Linked DNA regions of Gossypium hirsutum: region 1 is linked to region 2. Evidence: chromatin contacts called from public Hi-C data. All regions are on one chromosome and are shown on one strand. Each heading gives the region's core, a stretch centred on a gene start, on an enhancer-like site or on the middle of the called end of the contact. The rest is flanking DNA. Distances are from core to core; before and after follow the strand shown.

What was found. Hi-C and Micro-C count contacts between places; a contact is called where the count stands out from the background.
Region 1: a Hi-C map of callus shows a contact between it and region 2, with 4 times the contacts expected there. The contact joins the enhancer-like site here to the promoter of LOC107913360 in region 2. A contact is called at or near these places in 6 of 34 Hi-C or Micro-C datasets (callus, leaf and seedling).

What each region holds. Positions count from the first base shown.
Region 1 is chrD11:30,143,318-30,148,287 of Gossypium_hirsutum_v2.1, forward strand. It overlaps LOC107913364 (kinesin-like protein KIN-8B), which reads right to left. Exons shown (of 17, transcript XM_041104033.1): 17 at 4,298-4,953. The coding sequence ends at 4,901. Among protein-coding and RNA genes, the nearest start is that of LOC107913364, 10 kb to the right of the region's middle. Within about 2 kb of position 2,899, at least 4 of the 9 cell types and tissues checked have an H3K27ac peak or open chromatin away from gene starts, as enhancers often do.
Region 2 is chrD11:29,919,699-29,924,416 of Gossypium_hirsutum_v2.1, forward strand. It overlaps LOC107913360 (leucine-rich repeat receptor-like serine/threonine-protein kinase BAM1), which reads right to left and starts at 1,676. Exons shown (of 2, transcript XM_016841916.2): 1 at 1-1,676. The coding sequence starts at 1,573.

The sequences.
Region 1 (4,970 bases), core at 1,649-4,148, 220 kb after region 2:
TCTAATCCATTGTTATGATCTTTTGCAAGCATGTTGCATTGGAATAATGATTAATGGACTAATAATACTTTCACAAAAGAAGTTTTGCATATTACTATGAAAGTTTCTAAATAACATAAGAACCTGAAACATGACTATTGTTTAGAACACACCAGGTTTAAAGGTTGGTGTTTATTCTCGTTTCAAGATTTAAGATATTGTGTCCTAACTCACGGGATATAATTCTTTTTCTCGATTAACGAGAAATACACCCTTTTTTAAATTTTTAAGTAATTTTAATAAAATGATCATATTTTTAAATTTCTTTTCGAATTTTTAATTTTTCGACATTAAGACATTAATTAATCAATTAGGTACCAATTTTGGGCATGACGAGGGTGCTGATCCTTCCTCGCATGTAACTGACTCCCGAACCCGTTTTTCTTAAATTCCGTAGACCAAAATCATTGTTTTAATAAAATCAAAACGTTTTATCAAAATGATTGAATTGCAATGTGATTCGATCACACCTCAAAAAATGTCAGTGGCGACTCCCATTCTTTTTATTTTCATTTTTAAAATAAAATTCAACACCATACTTTGTTGTAAAAAAGTGGTTTCGACACATATTATCATGAAATTATAGAATTACCCCTCTTATTTTAACTTTTTCATAATTTAGTCCTTAAGCTCGTAACTTAAAATTTAACCATTTTAACCTAAACTCATGTTAACCGGTTTTACTAGGGATCTTGAACAACCCATAATTACCAAAATTTCACATTAAAACCCATGACTTTTTACACTTTCAACAATTTAACCCCTAATTCCAAATTCATCAAAAATCACTTGACAAAATAAGTTTGTTTAACAACTAAGATTGATAATCTATCAACTAACATCAAAACACATTCAAACTCAACTATGGAAAGTCCCTCAACCTTTAACAGTTTTGCAAATTAACCCTTGGGCTAGCTAGATTAAGCTAAAACGAGCTCAAAAACATAAAAATCATTAAAATCGGGGCTCAAATACATACCATAGATGAAGAAACTCAAAACCGAAGCTTTCTCCCCCCTTCAATGGCTAATTTTGGTTTAAAAAAGAACAAAAAAAGAAGATGATAGCTTTGTTTTGGTTTATTTCATGATTTTTGTTTATTTACTCATTTACCCTTACATTATAACTTAAAAACTAACATAAACATGTCCATATTTGTCCACCATCAACATATATGGTATAATTACCATCTAAGTCCATTAATTCATCTTATTAAAGCTTTTCAATCCACTTAACTAATAGAACTCAACTTTTACACATTTTGTAATTTAGTCTTTTTTACCTAATTAACTACTTAAACCTCAAAATTTCATAACAAAAATTTAATATTATCTTAAATTAACCCTATAGAAATTAAATAAATATTAAAATAATAACTCACTTTTTAGAGTTGTGGTCTTGAAACCACTGTTTTCGACACCATTGAAATTGGGTTGTTACAACAGTGTCCTGCGATGGCTGAGAGGGACTGATTTCGTCTTCGTCTTTCCGTCTCTACTCAACCGCTACTCTCTAGTTTCACCTATGGATCTCCACCCTTGTTCGTCCGTCTTTGGGTTTCCTCCTTTGGCTTTTTGTAGACTTTTTCCTTAGGGTAAATCCAACAACCCAAGATTACCTTCTCCTCTTTTTAAATTCTTTTTTCAACAACCCAAGATTATTATCTTCTCCTCTTTTTAAATTCTTTTTTCAACAACCCAAGATTATCCTCTTTTTAAATTTTTTTTTTCTAAGATAAAAACCTTTTGTCCCGGCAAACCTACACTCATTTATTTCTCGTTGCTCAACCTGCACTTGCCAAACCTGAAACACAACCCTTCCACATGCAATTAAAAGTAAAAAATAATAATATTTAAGCACCGTCTAAGCTTCTTATGCAATGTTCTAAAAATACTAAAATAGTGTCTAAAAATGCAACTAAGTTTTATATAATCTATTTTATGCAACCTAAAATAGTGTTACTGATAACAACTTTATAATGTAAATTCAACATATATAATCTTATGTACTACAAATTCTATATTTAAGTTTTTTAGTTTATCAATAGTTTGGGAGTGTAGTTTAAGGATGTAATAATTTAAGAAATTTATAGGAAAAAAGTTTAAAGTTTATAAGGAATAAAAAATTTCAATTTTTATCCCTATATTTGTTCGTTCTATGTATAGAACGACTCAGGTATAGTTTTCATTTGGCTATATCTAAGGGTCAGTGGCATCCAATTAGATTATTTAGAGTTGGGCCAAATTTATTGCATCTATTCTTTATTGATAATCTGGTAATTTTTAACAAAGTTGATTTGGGTCATGCACAGCTCCTTTAAGGAGATTTTGGATAATTTCTGTGATCTCTCTGGTCACTGTGATGAGGCGGTGGGAAGCGAAATTAGTAGTTTGCTTAGTTTCCAAAAACTGATAATCTCAACTCATATCTGGGCATTCCTCTTTTTCATGAAAAGGTCACCAATAGCACTTTTCGATTTGTGGTGGATAATGTTCGAAGTAAGTTGTACAACTGGGATGCCAAGAAGTTATCTTTAGCTAGGAGAGCTACTTTAGCACAATATGTGCTTTTATCCTTTCATAATTATTTCATGCAGACTTCAATGATTCCTGAAGGAGTTTGTGATGAGATTGAGCGCTTGGTCAAACAGTTTATCTGGGGTTGGTCGAGTGGAAACAAAAAACTAGCATTAGTTGGGATTTAGTCTGTCAGCCTCGTTCTTCTAGAAGACTTGGGTTTTGTCGTTTGGAGGTCCAAAACAAGTCTTCTTCTTTTTTTTCTGGTTAAAGTTGGGGTTTAGTTTGGTACATCCATATAGCATTTTGAGAAGTTTGAATTCATTCTTTTGGAGGATTTTATCCAAGGTTTGGCCTTTACTTAAAGATAATCTAGTATGGTTTGTGGGAGATGGAAGGTCGATTCGTTGCTGAAAAGATCATTAGATTTCGAGTGTAGGACCATTGATGCAGCTAATTCCTTCGCATGCTAACTTGGATCCTGATTACATGCTTGACGAGATGGTAACAGTGGACGGGTTGTGGAATCTTGATTTATTTCGGGTGTGGCTATCTGAAGACATTGTTCGGTGTATAGTCAGTATCCCAAAACCTCATTCTTTAGCGGGATCGGATAGGATTGCTTGGAGTCGTCAACCTACTAAATCTTTTTTCGTTAAAAGTGTGTGTCACATGATTTAGGAGAATTTTAAGAGAACTATAGATGAGTCTTGGAAGACGGTATGGAAATTTCAAGGGCCACAAAGAGTTTGCCTCTTTATGTGGCTTGCTTTAAAGCAACGATTGCTTACAAACATGAAACGTGTTGGGAGAGGAATTGTTCAGGATCCTTCTTACCCAGTTTGCACTCATGCCTCTAGAGACCTTTATGTTTTTAGAGATTGTTCAGCAGCGACAGAGGTATGACTGAGCATAATGCCTGTAAATAAGAGTAATAATTTTTTCTTTGCTTCCAACTTTGCAAACTAGTTAGTTTCAACTTATCCTACATTTAAGGGTGCTTTCTGAGGAAGTTCTTTGGTCCTACTTATTTGGTTTAATTGCATGGCGTCTTTGAAAGAATAGGAATTTATTCATTTTTCAAGGTTTGTCCTTTAGAGATAATTAAAGTTTCATTATGTTGGGTTTGACAATTTTTTAATGTACATACGACTATGATGTTTAGTAGATGCATTGGAGCTTAGGTTCAATCTTTGTCAGGTATTTGTATTTTTTTACATACTGATGGGGTAATGAATGTGAGCACAAGATACGCATCCGCTAGTGTAGTGCAAGATCATTTTAGTGACTGGATTGTCAGGTTTAATCATAATTTAGGTGTTTGTTCGGTCTTTGATGCTGAACTTTGAAGTACCTAAAGTGGTTTACTCTTGTTACAAGAAAAGGGGTATGTTAAAGCTTTAATTCAGACTAATTGCTTGGAGGTGGTCAATGATATTCAAGATGGCTATTTGGAGGCATCAAACTCAGCCTTGATTCAAGGAATTAAGCAGATGTTACAGTACAAAGAACATTAAATAATTAGGCATGTCCCTAAATAAAGAAATCAAGTTTCTGATCATTTAACTGAAATATCTTCTATTGGGATTGATGGTATGCTTGTCTAGGGAGTTGATTGACTTTCTTGAGCAAGACAAAGCTACTATTACTTTTTGTTCATTTAGTTTGATCTTGTTATCTCATTTTTTATTCACCAAAAAAAAATTCAATTTGTTAAATACATTTAATTTTCTGAAACTATCTTATTCAATGGACCACTCCACTTTATTTCTGGTCACAATCTTTATTTCATCGAATAAATATAAAATGAACACTTAACATTAACATTACAAACAAGTTCTTGGCAGCTATTTTGTCGTTCATTTTGTAACTTAGATTTCAACTGAAGAAATTGATTGAACGTTTTTTTTTTCTATGAAACATTACTGTTACAAAAACAACCTACAATCCGCAGCTTGGGTTTTATAAACCCTCTAATCTCCACAATGGGGAAACAAAGAATTCAGCTACCAATTCCTCCTGAGCCAACTCTGATGCACTGATTCATGTATATACATCAACACTGGAGAGAAAAGAATGCAAAAACAAAACAATGGAAAGAAAGACTGAGGTACAACATACAAGAAAGCTATACAAAAATGGAGGGGCAGCCTTAAGTTTTAAAGCTTTGGTTAGTAAATGTATGAATGTAGGAAAGGCTTGGGTGGTTGGAGGGGTTGGAATTTTGGACCGAATGATTCAGGTTGTGTGTACTAAAGGATTGTTCGGATGGGATAAATCCCAAAAAACCATTGGCTGTCCTACCGTGACCGACTATTGGTCCTTTGACCATGTCTTGGCTGCTGCTACTGATTGAACCATGAGGAGCCTTGCTGTATAAATTTTGCCTCATAATGTCCTGTTTAACACAAAATA
Region 2 (4,718 bases), core at 426-2,925:
TGCATTTGCTAATTTCAGGAGCCACCGGACCTGAAAGCTTGTTATGGCTGAAATCCATCTTTGAAAGTTGTTGTAACTTCCCAATCTCAGCAGGGATTCGACCCGAAAACTTGTTGCCGTCAAGAAGAAGCTTCTGAACACCTGAAAAGTTACCGATACTAGCCGGTAAAGCCCCTGAAAGCTGATTGTTCGATAAACTAATTTGCCCAAGATTCACCGAGATGGGAGAATCGGTAACCGAGAACTCTCCGGTTAAGTAGTTGTTTTGCAATTCAACTTGAGTAAGGTTTGGTAATTCGAATAGTCCTTTTGGAATTGATCCGTTGAGAAAATTTTCCCCCATTCGTATCCGATTGAGCGACTCGCATTTCCCCAACGCTTCTGGAATTGGACCAAACAAGAAATTCCCCAAAGCAATCAAAGTTTGCAACGTGTTGCCGGAACACATATCCGGCGGCAAATTCCCCGTTAACTTATTTGACGAAAGGTCTAGGAGCTGAAGCTTTCTATTACTTCCCAACGTCTGAGGAATGCTTCCTGTGAAGTTATTTTCCCATAACTGTAAAACCTGCAACTCAGGCAACTCACCGATAAACTCTGGAATCTGCCCGTGAAGTTTGTTTCTGAAAAGATTCAGAAGAGTCAAGTTTTTGAGGTCAGCGAAACTCTGTGGAATCTCTCCAGTCAGCATATTGTTCGATAAATCCATTGATTTCAAGCTTTTTAAGGTTCCCAGCGCGGGAGTTAAGGAACCAGAAAGTGCATTGACTTGGAGAAACAAAGTGTCGAGCTTCTGTAACTTGCCGATCTCTGGTGGTATTTCGCCGGATAACATGCAGTTAGCAGCGTCGAACCGAACGAGTTCTGATAAGTTCCCCATCTCCGGGGGCAAGCCACCTTCAAAACTATTGTAATAGCCAATGTACAACTGCTGTAACATTGTCAGGTTACCAATTTCGGGTGGGATTTTACCGCTAAGTTCGTTACCTGAAACGGCTAGATATTCAAGGTGCTCCCAACGGCCGTAACTTGACGGGATCTGACCGCTGAAAAAGTTTCCTCCCAAATGCAGGTGGCGTAAATTGGGAAGCTCAGTGACGGAAACCGGCAAGTCCCCGGTCATGTTGTTGTTATATAAATCGATGACTCGGAGGTTTTTGAGTTGGGAAAGTTGGGAAGGGAAAGAACCGCCGAAAACATTGTTGGAGAAGTTGAGGTAACGGAGAGCGGAAAGGGCGGCGAGTTCCGTCGGGATTGGACCGGAAAGCTGGTTGGCTGCGACGGAGAAGTTTTGGAGGAAACGGAGGTAGGAAAAGGACGGGGAAAGAGTTCCGGACAAGTTGAAGTTAGAAAGGTCGATGGATGTCACGTGACGACCGGTATGGTCGCACGTGACACCGGTAAAAGAGCAAAGAGATGTACTTTCATTCCAGTTGGATAGATAAGATTGAGGGTCATCGGTAATGGATGATTTAGCATCGAGAAGCGCGCGAAACTCCGAGACGGATCGTGCGGCAGAGGAATGGGAAATGCGGAGGAGAAGAAACAGTACGAGGAGGGGGAGAAACTTCATTTTAGCTCTATCTTACAAAAGATTTTCTTTTTCTTTTCTCCCTGAAATGGAATTAGGAGGGAAAGATGGGGGGGGGGTCAATGGGAGGGGAGACTGAGGTGAGTCAGTGAAGAAGACGAGAAGTGTGATTTTATTATATATATTTTTAAATTTGTTTGGTTACGGGTAGAGCTGATTTTGAACATTTCATGATTGCCCTCGATGTTTCATTTGTTTTAGATTTGGACTTTGATTGTTGGCTTCATTTTTTAATTTGAATAATGTTAAGCAATACATTTATTTTTTATTTTCTATTTTGTTCAACTTCTAATTAAATTTAAACCCATGATGAATGGATTACTCAAATAAATTTTGAAAATTCAACTATAATTTTAAATAAAAACATTTATATATATACTTTTTAAAAAATTTTTACTTAAGCAAATCATTCTATTCAATTATTTTTTAATATATAATTTTTTAAATTAAAATAAAATTATTAAATTATGTAAGTACACTTGCAATGAGATTATCCACTTCGAGTGAAAAACATCCGATCGAATCGAGTGAAAAATTTTCGTGTTAGTCAAATTGAGGAGTCATATTTTATCATTCTAATTCAATTTGAATTTTTTTTTCAAAATGAGTCTTGTGAAATGAGATTCAATTCAATTCGAATCGAATCGAGTCGAATTTATTTATTCAAGATAAATTAAAAAAATTTAAACGAATCATAAATCTTGTTGATAGTATGATTAAAATTCTAAGTTAAAGAACATATTTTGAAAACTCTTTTAAAACAAATAAAATGGAAAAATACAAGATAATTAGTATGATAAATTTGATTTGATAATTTACTTGTTTAAGACCTCAAATTTATCATTTTAGATTTTTTTTATAAAATACAATTTAGCATTTAATATATTTTTAAGATTTTTAGATTTTTTTCATTTTTTGAATATATTTATAAAATTTTGAAAAAAATATAAATATTTTGAATTTTGAATGTTGTTTTGAATATTTGTATTTTTTTAGAGAAATCAAATTATATGTTTTCAAAATTGTTAGTAATTCAAGAGATATTTACATTAATTTGTTACTCAATTTATTCGAATTATTCAACTTGTAAAACTCAACTCGATTTAACGAAAACAAAATTACTTATTCGAATTTATTCAAAAAAAATTAAATAGTATAATTCAATTAACTCAAAAATTTTAAAAATCGTTTTTTTTCAAATAAAAGTGAATTTTCCTCACCCTAATGATGATACTTACTATTTGTCCACAATTAATATTTTTAATATAGACACATTTTAAATTAACATAAAAGCTATTAATCTATGTTTTTTTTTTCAATTTGAATATAGTAAAAGAATTATTTATGTATCAAAATAAGTATCTCTAAAAGTTTTTTTGTCAAGAGATGCTTTGTTATTAGTACCTCAGTACTAATGATTGTTGAGTTTAGTTATATGTCTTGACAAATTTTATAAGATTATCGGAGTCAAGATAATGTTTATAGAATAATTATTAAAACCTCAACAACAATAAGTGTAAAATTTGTATTTTTAAAATTATTGTGGATCATATTTAAGCAAACCTCAACACCTACCGATGTTGAGGTCCTTATAAAAATATTTTTTTAAAATTTAATAATAAATGTAATTATTTTTTTAAGAAGAGAACGAATATTTAAATTGATTTAGTCACTCATGGATGTTGAGTTTTTATTAAAAACCTTAAAGGTGTGTTTGGATAAAGAATTTGAAGAAAGGATTTCATTTGTATCACGATTTTCAAAATTTTAAAAATGAATTTACTTGCTTGGGTAAAATTATCAGAAAATTTCATAATTTGTAATTAATTTCAAAAAAAGATTTTAGTAGCTTAATTTCCTTTTTAAAATTCCACTTAAAGGGGTTTTTTTTTCAAATTTCCTTATAATTTTATTTTATTTAATAAATATGGTCCCATTATAAGGTAATAAAAAAATAAACTAGGTGGTTAGAAACGAGTGATGAAATTTCTATATGTATGTGTGTGTGTGTGTGTGTGTGTGCGTGTGTTGGGTTTTGTACACGTTTCTCTACAGCTATAAATCACCTATACGGCAGATTGAATAGGATTATGACGCGTGTCAAGTTTCCATAGGGACAAATGTTGTATATCTAGATAATCAGGTTAGGAAAAAGGGGAGTTTTTTTCTTCCTTCTTCAAGAAGTATTTCTGTCTAAATCTAAAGAAACATAGGGTAACCCCTCTTTTTACTTAAGCTAAATTGTAGATCTGGATCTTTACTGAAAAATGCTCCATGTCAAGGTAAGATTTATGACCCTACATGCTATGATTATGAAAGAGTAAATTCGTTTTAACTTGGTAAGATGGATGATATAAGATCTTATTTGGGGATTTTTAGTGTTAGAGATGACGAAAAAAGGGGTACGTGAATAGATCTTGATGAATTTCCATGTTTTGTAGAAGTAGTTGTTGTGGATTGTTCGATGAAAGTTTGGATCTAGAGTGTGGTGTTGCAGAAGATGAAAGTTAGGTGAGTCCCTAAGCCGACTCTTATATGTGTGATTGTGCATCTTAGAAACTTCTGTGAAAAGTAAATAAATTATGGAATTGAAGCTAAAGAAGTATGATGTGACGATCTTGTGTAGGATGAATGTTGATGGACCATGTATGTATAAATTGCATGAAATATGATAAACTATGTTATGTGAATTTGGAAATTGAAGGATGCTTGTTTATGAACAATTGGAATGTATAAGTGTATGTTGAGAGTATGTTATGAGTTATGTTTGTCAAGAGTGAGTCAGAGTATAATGAGTCTGTCTTTGTCTTCACAGAGTCGTCTAAAGAGGTTCGTTGGGACTTTAAACATGATTTTTTAAAAGGAAAATTCCATGACACAATATCGTGTAAGACCATAGTTGGTGGGTTATGGCATCATATGGAAAGAACTAAATGAAGGTTATTATCGAATAGGGTTTTTTACATGACCCGAGACGATGAGGGACAAACCTCACGAAATGTGAGTCTAGGCGAATCTCTATCGTGAACACGTCAAAAATGGAAGCCTTTGTGGCGTATCTAAAATGGAAGCCTTTGTGGCAATCTAGAAAATGGAAGTCTTAGTTGCGTATCTAAAATGGAAACCT